2 separate regions of the Callithrix jacchus genome follow, and region 1 is linked to region 2. A link is a contact called in public Hi-C data. All regions are on one chromosome and are shown on one strand. The core of a region is the stretch at or near the end of the contact, and the rest is flanking DNA. Distances in the headings are between cores, read along the strand shown. Region 1 holds the start of HRK (harakiri, BCL2 interacting protein). Region 2 has its middle 28 kb from the start of SPRING1.

What was found. A called contact is a pair of places that touch in the nucleus more often than the background predicts.
Region 1: a Hi-C map of induced pluripotent stem cells shows a contact between it and region 2, with 2.2 times the contacts expected there. The contact joins the promoter of HRK here to the enhancer-like site in region 2. A contact is called at or near these places in 2 of 3 Hi-C or Micro-C datasets (induced pluripotent stem cells and skeletal muscle).

The regions. Positions count from the first base shown.
Region 1 is chr9:119,916,751-119,920,076 of calJac240_pri, forward strand. HRK (harakiri, BCL2 interacting protein) reads right to left here and starts at 1,269. Exons shown (of 2, transcript XM_009004742.5): 1 at 804-1,269. The coding sequence starts at 1,135. The coding sequence ends at 860.
Region 2 is chr9:119,750,696-119,754,300 of calJac240_pri, forward strand. No RefSeq gene overlaps it. Among named protein-coding and RNA genes, the nearest start is that of SPRING1, 28 kb to the right of the region's middle. Within about 2 kb of position 2,121, at least 4 of the 16 cell types and tissues checked have an H3K27ac peak or open chromatin away from gene starts, as enhancers often do.

The DNA.
Region 1 (3,326 bases), core at 19-2,518, 170 kb after region 2:
CACCCAGAAGGAGCTCAGTAAATGTTCCTTCCTTAAGGCTTCCCATTGGAGTTTCCCCAAAAGCCTCCTATTCCAACCCACTGCGAGGGCGTCTCCTTCCCAACGCAGCTACAACCGTCTGAGGAGAAGGAGGCCAAATTCCTTAAACAGGACAACTCACTGGCGAAGGAGCGAAGTTGGCAGGGCAGAGGAAATTTGCAAATGCGCGGGGCTTGGGGTCGAAGATTGGGCCAGCCGGAAACAAGGAGGACGAAGTCTCGAGATGCGATTGGGGTGGCAGAGAATGGGGATCAGAGATTGGGGAAGTGACACTTAGGGAGAAGAGGTGGGAGCAAAGGTGAGGGAGACGGTGGCGACTCAGGAACGGCAAGAGGCTTGAAGGGGACAGGGGACCTTTCTTAAAACTGCGACAGATTATAAGTATTTGGCGTAGCTTTCAGCTACATTCTCATCGCAAGCACACTTTTTACTTGCATTGTGTGTTTATTTGTGGGGCTGGTGGGGATTATGGAGGCTGAAGTCCTCCGCAAGCCAACCAGCTCTAAGGGAGAAAGTAGCAAGATGCGCTTAAGGACTCGGAGAGATGGGGGCAGAAACGGTGGACCTGACACTTGGAAGGAAAGACGGGGGCTGGGCAGAAGAGCTGGCCGGGGGTGCTTGCAAGAGAAGAGAACAGAGGAAGAAGGGAAAGGGAAGAGAAGAAAGCCAAACTTGCCACTCTCCCGCTCCCGGGCCAGCCCAGCGCCTCCAGTGCCCAGCTGCCGCGCCCTGGCTCTCGCTCGCTCGCTCGCTCGCTCGCGTACCTGTTGCTCGCTCCGGCTGGGTCTCGGCTCCGGCCCCACCAAGAAGCCCCGCGTTCCTACAAGTTCCGCCTGCCGAGCAGCCAGGCCGCCAGCGCCGCCACCTGCGCGGCCGCGCACAGCCAGGGCCAGTAGGTGGGGAGCGCGCCGGGCGCCGGCGCCCTCCGGCTCCGCGCGCGGCGCCGCCACATGGTGCGCTGGTGCAGCTCGTCGCCGAGCGCCTTGAGCCGGGCGGCGGTGAGCTGCGCGGCGGACGAGCGCAGCCCCAGGCGACCCGCGCTGCAGGCGCAAACGGCCGGGGGGCCGCGGCCGCGGTGCAGGGGGCACGGGCACATGACCGCTGGCCTCGCTCCCGCCCCGCGCTCGGGCCGCCCCTCGCCTCCTCTCCCTCCGGCCTCTGCGCCCGCCGCCGCCGCGCTCCAGCCGCCGGGGGCCTCCCCTGGACACCAAGTTTCTCCTTGTGTTGTGCGTTTGTTGTGCTGACAGCGCTATTATTAATTAAAGTGTCACATGGTGGAGGGGGGCGGGGAGGGGGGTTACATCATCCGGCCCCCGGGGGTGGGGGGGGCTGCAGGCAGAAGAAACCGAGAGGTAACTTTTAACCCTAGCGGCGCCGGCAGCGAGGGGCGCGCGGTTTGGGAGACGGGGTAGGGCGGCGCGCGGCTACGCGAGAAGGCGCCCCGCGACGGAGGTCCCGGGCTTTGAGGGTCTTGGGGGACCCCCGCGGAAGCGAGGGAAGGTTGTTCTCCTTCCCCTTTTCCTGAATTCAGCTCGAGTTCCGATTTGGCGAAGGAAGCAGCCTTGTTTGCCGTTTTGGAAGAAGCTGATACTGAATTCGGCTGCCTGATTCAAAAATATTCCGAGGCTGTTTTGTTTGGGGGAAGTGGGTGGATTCAAAATCTTGTGGAAGGGCCAGATTACACCTAACTTGCCTCGTTTCAGGTCTGACTGGGCACCTGTAGGCTTTCAGCCTGATCCTAACGCGCCCCCAGCGCCCGGCTAGAAACCCTGACGTAGGCGCAGTGGGAGGTTGGAGGGGTCGGTCCTGAGCTCACGTGGGGCGCGGACAGAGGCTTTCTCACCGCCCAGTACCTGCACCCAAAGGGCCCTCACAAGGGCCTTTCTAAAGGGAAACTTCTTGTCTGCTTTCTTTGTGAACGTTATTTTCTTGATGGGGTTACAGTTTTCTGCGACGATCCCGATTTATGCGCAGTAGAGACCCTAAGGGGTCAGCGAGAGGAGGGGTGCGGGGGACTTTAATTCCCCCTTTTCCAACCCGACAGCCGCTCCTGTGCACCTCCAGACTGGAGAGTCTGGAGTTGTCACAGCCAGTGAAGGTTCAGATGGGTGGGGCGGCTCTCAGGATTCTTCAGGGGAGAATGAAACCTGCGATATTAAATCCACTGGAATTCAGGCAACTTTGGGATTCAGACGATCGGGATGAGTCCAGAGGTGGCTCGAAGGTGGGAGTCTGGAAGCTGCTGAGGGAGCTTCCATTCTTTCCTTCCCACCGCAGAGTATAACCATGATTCTCCAATCCTGTGAACTTAGTTTTGGTCTGAATTGATCAGGAGGAGAAATGTCTGCTTTGGCCTGCAGCGCGGTGAAATGACAACAAAGTCAGGACTCAGGGCCCACACCTCCATATGATCCTGGTGGCCCTTTCCCTCACCTGGCTCCAATTCTCCTAGGCTTCTTAATGGCCAAGATTTCCATGTCTGGCATCTGTAGGCTTTGGGCGCCCTTGCCTCTGCTGCCTAAAGGTAAATCTCCCAACAATTCTATGAGCAATTACTATAATATTTCAAAGATGAGGAAGCTGAGGCATAGGTAGATAAGGCCTCTTGCCTAAGCTCACAGAGTAGCTAAGAATGAAACCTGCATGTGAATTAGGGCAGTATGCCGCAGGCTCTAAGCTCTTAACCACGGTTTTATACTGCCCCCTGTAATCTGGGAATAATAATACCTCCAACCCAGGACTGGGGCAGAGATTAAATGAGAGAAATGTGTGCCAAGCACCTGGCACGCAGTGGGCCCTGGATGAACCTTGGTTCCCTTTGCTTCTGGCCAGAACTGCTTCCCATTCTCCTGGGACTCACCTCCTTAATCCCCCCCTAGTCTCTGCAGAGGGGACCTGATCCATTGCCCGGGTGTAGCGTTCCAAGAATGAAGACACAGTGTCTATTTAAAAAGCCCTTTGGATTTAAATCGAACAATTCCCTCCCCCCTCTTTTTAATCTGCACGCTTTTAACGGCTCACTTCATGGACATTAATTTTAATGGGACGATTATTACCCTGTTTGGAAGCCTGCCCCTTGAAATGCTGGGCTCTCAAGGTGGTGCTGGGTCGGGTCCCAGCAGCTTGGATGTTGTCTGTAGAACAGGGGGTGCAGTCTTGGCCGTGGGGATGCAATGTTCAGCAGAGGGGGAAGAAAAGGGGATGATGGAAAAGTGGGAGAGAAGGAATAACCTCTCCCTTTCTGATGCTCTAAGTCTGGCAGGCCTTAATTTGTACATACTAGTTGT
Region 2 (3,605 bases), core at 871-3,370:
CTTAGCCCAAGAATTCGAGGCTGCAGTGAGCAGTGAATGTGCCACTGCACTCCAGCCTGGGCCACAGAGCAAAACTTTTGTCTCAAAAAACAAAGCAGCAAAAACAACAAAATGTCTTCAAACATTGTTTGTAGCGAATGGTGTAAGATCTCCCGCTGGTTAAACAGCACTGGCTTCAAGCAACATCTTCCAGCTTCTGGAAGCCACCAGCTACAGCCCTAGAATACCAGGGTTGGAAGGACTCCATGCATTATCCTGTGTACATCCTTTCACAGATGGGCCAGTGGGCCCAGAAAGGAAAGACACAGAGGCGCGGCCCCTGCCAACAGGAAACAATGAGGGGATGATCAAAACGTGCAAGGCAACGCGCTGCCCCTGACCCTGCTGGCACCTTGAGAGCTCCAGTTACTCAGATTGGCATCTGCAGGTGGCTCCTGAGGTCACGGTGTAAGCTTGTGCTCAAATTAGCTCACTTCAGCCCAGGAGTTCAAGACCAGCCTGAGCAACATAGCGAGACCCTCCCATCTCTACTAAAAATATTACATTAGCTGAGTGTAACGGTGTGTTCCTGTAGTCCCAGCTACTCAGGAGGCTGAGATGAGAGGGTCACTTGAGCCTGGGAGGTTGAGGCTGCAGTGAGCCAAGATCGTGCCATTGCACTCCAGCCTGGGCAACACAGCAAGACTCTCTCTCTCTTTCTCTCTCTCTCTCTCTCACACACACACACACACACAGAGAGAGAGAGAGAGAGAGAGAGAGAGAGAGAGAGAGAGAGAGAGAGAGAGAGAGAAAATGCACGTCTCAGAAGATGGGGGTGAGATGTTGCACATGCAGAGTGGCACGTGGCAAGTGCTTCATAAATGTTTTTCTTTGTCTGGGTATGAATGGTTAAGAGGCCTATCCCAGTTTTTGCAGTGGTGGAGGGTGCAGGAAGAAGAAAGGGGCAGCTATGGGTATTTATTTAGGCCGTGGGTCTCCTCGGCACCAGCAGCATGCCCACTGCCCTCTTCTGCAAGGACTACTTTCCTGAGTCCTGTTCACAAAATTGCCAGGACCCGGGAAAGAGTCCTGATTTGTCATCACCACCAGATGGTTCTCCATCTATAGAAACAGCTTCATTGTTTTCGGGAGAGAGAGCTCCACGCAGGCACAGGGCCCATCATCTTTAGACAAGGATCACACTGAGGACAGAAAACCTATGGCATTGGTGCCACCAAGTGGCACAGAAAGCAATTGTCAGCGTCTGTGCACCGGCACTGCCTTGTGCTCCACTTTCCGTCTCTCCATCTTCTTCTCCTTTGCTGGAAATCACACCCACAAGGGTCATTTGACTACACTGCAGTCCTTCAAGGTCTGAAAGGGCTGCAGTGAGAAGAAAGGGCTTTACGATCACATCTGACTCGGCTCCGTCGTTCCTCCTGTGCTAAATCAGGTCAATGAGCTGATTTGTGTCAAATAAATTAGCCCAGCCGGCTGCTAAGCTGCTCCAAGCCTATCTGTCTCGGGCTTCCAGGTTGGCATTTAGCAGGCTGCAGGCACAGCCCAGGCAGGCACGGATGCCATGGATGGAGCTTGAGGAGCACGCCCTGAAGTGCTGCCCAGATGCAAACCTCCCAGGAAAAACTGAGTCCAGCACATGCCTAGGGAAGACAGCACAGCAGATTCCGGCTCCAGACATCCTGCTGCAGACGCCACGGAGGGTTTAGGAACGTCTTTACAAACTGAAGTCCTTCATACCCTTGAAAACCACCATGTAGACCAGCAGCTTGACAGGGCGGAGTTGGTGCTGAGGGACATGTGTACCGCCTTGAGCTCAAATAATCTTACAACACCAGGTAGCCAGTAAGACAGTCCACAGATCCTTCCCCAGCCTTTTTATGTTTTGCATTTCTGCATTTAGCGATTCACTAAAATAAACGATGGGCTCAGGAGATCTGGAGTGCTGTTTTCCCGATCTGTCTCTCTGCGCTCCCTCAGGAAAGTTGGAGTCACGCCGAGAGACGCCCTGCCGTGACAGGCTCCTTCAGCATCCCTAATACAGGTCAACTCCGGCTTCGGCAAATGCCTGTAATTTATTTGTGCGGAACAAAAAGACTTCTTTCCCCACTGCATAAAATCAGACACGGAAAAACCAGGCAGCAGGGCAAAGCTAAACTCCTGGGCAATTACGAGAGGGTTTTAACCTCTAACTGGGCTTCAATCTCCCAGGCAGGATGATAGAAGTGGAAAGTGCCCTTCCCTGCTCTGCAAATGAATTCGCCATCATTGGATTAAATCAATCCAACAGGAGCTAATTATTTTAAAATAATATGGACAGCAGGGTCCTATCTTTATTTACATACAAATACAAAATCCACATTTATATACAAAATACAGGCAAAACTCTCCAACGGAACTTTAATTAGTGGTTATCTCTAGGGGCTGGGAATCTAATTTGGCACAATTTAATTTCTTTGTAAGTTCGTACATTTGAAGGTTTCTGCCTGGTAATCACAAAAGCAGGGAAAGGAAAAGCTTTTACTGAGCAATGCCTGTAGAAGCCCTGCTTGGGAGATCCAAGATGCTCTGTGTATCTCAGGTTAAGCACACCTAAATAATTCAGCAGCGCATTAAGGCTCAGAAACGTAGCACAGTTCTGTGCTGCTCTGCCAAAAGGCAGCTATTTTTATGACAGAAAACACAGCAGCTGTTTTCGCAGGTGCAGGGCAGTAATATATGGGAAGTTGGTCCCAGCAGAGAAGGATATGGTGTCTCTTTAAAATTGGAGGAGGAAGAGGCAGAAAATGGTGAGCCCCAGTTGAAATCTGCAAGAGAGGAGGAAGCCCAGGTCTGGGGAAAAACAGGCACCAGATGGCTGGGCTACATTTGCCCTGTGAAAATCAAAGCCTGGGACCTAGCTGTGGGGAGACATGGGCTCTGGTCTTGCTTTAGCAGGCGGGGGACTTCACTTGTCACAAAAATTGGAATTTGGATCTGCAGGATAAGCCAGCAATCACCCTTAACTGACAAATGAGGAAACCAAAGCCAGAGAGGTTAATTTACTCAAGGTCATTAAGATCAGTGCTCTGGGCTCAAGCAATCCTCCCATCTTGGCCTCCCAAAGTACTGGGACTGCAGGTGTGAGCCACCACATCCAGCTGCCAACACCACTTTTGATTTTGGGATAATCGGGGTGCGCAGTGATCAGAAGCTTAACTACCCCACGTTGCATTAAGAAAAAGACATGAATTTCAAAATTCCAATAATTAACTCCCCTATCAAAAACTCTGGAAGTGCTAATAAACCATACATTTCTAGTAGTGATGTCTTGGTCCCTCTGGTCTCATAGAATGTGCAGTCCTGAGAAAATATACATCTGGAGTCTTGGTAAAATATTTGAATATTTAACTGCTTTGCTCACGGGTTGTAACTGGCAAGTGGTTTTCTTCACTACAATATGAAAGGCTGCACTTCGATTTTACAGACAGTCCAGCAGTTCAACTCCAGCATCAAGAACTAATTGAGTCGTACCTAGGCAGGTCACTGAGGAGGTTCTGGAGAGTTGGTCTGTATACTCGTCACCACTTGGCTCCCAGCTCAGGTGCAGACCAGCGTCAACCACTTGC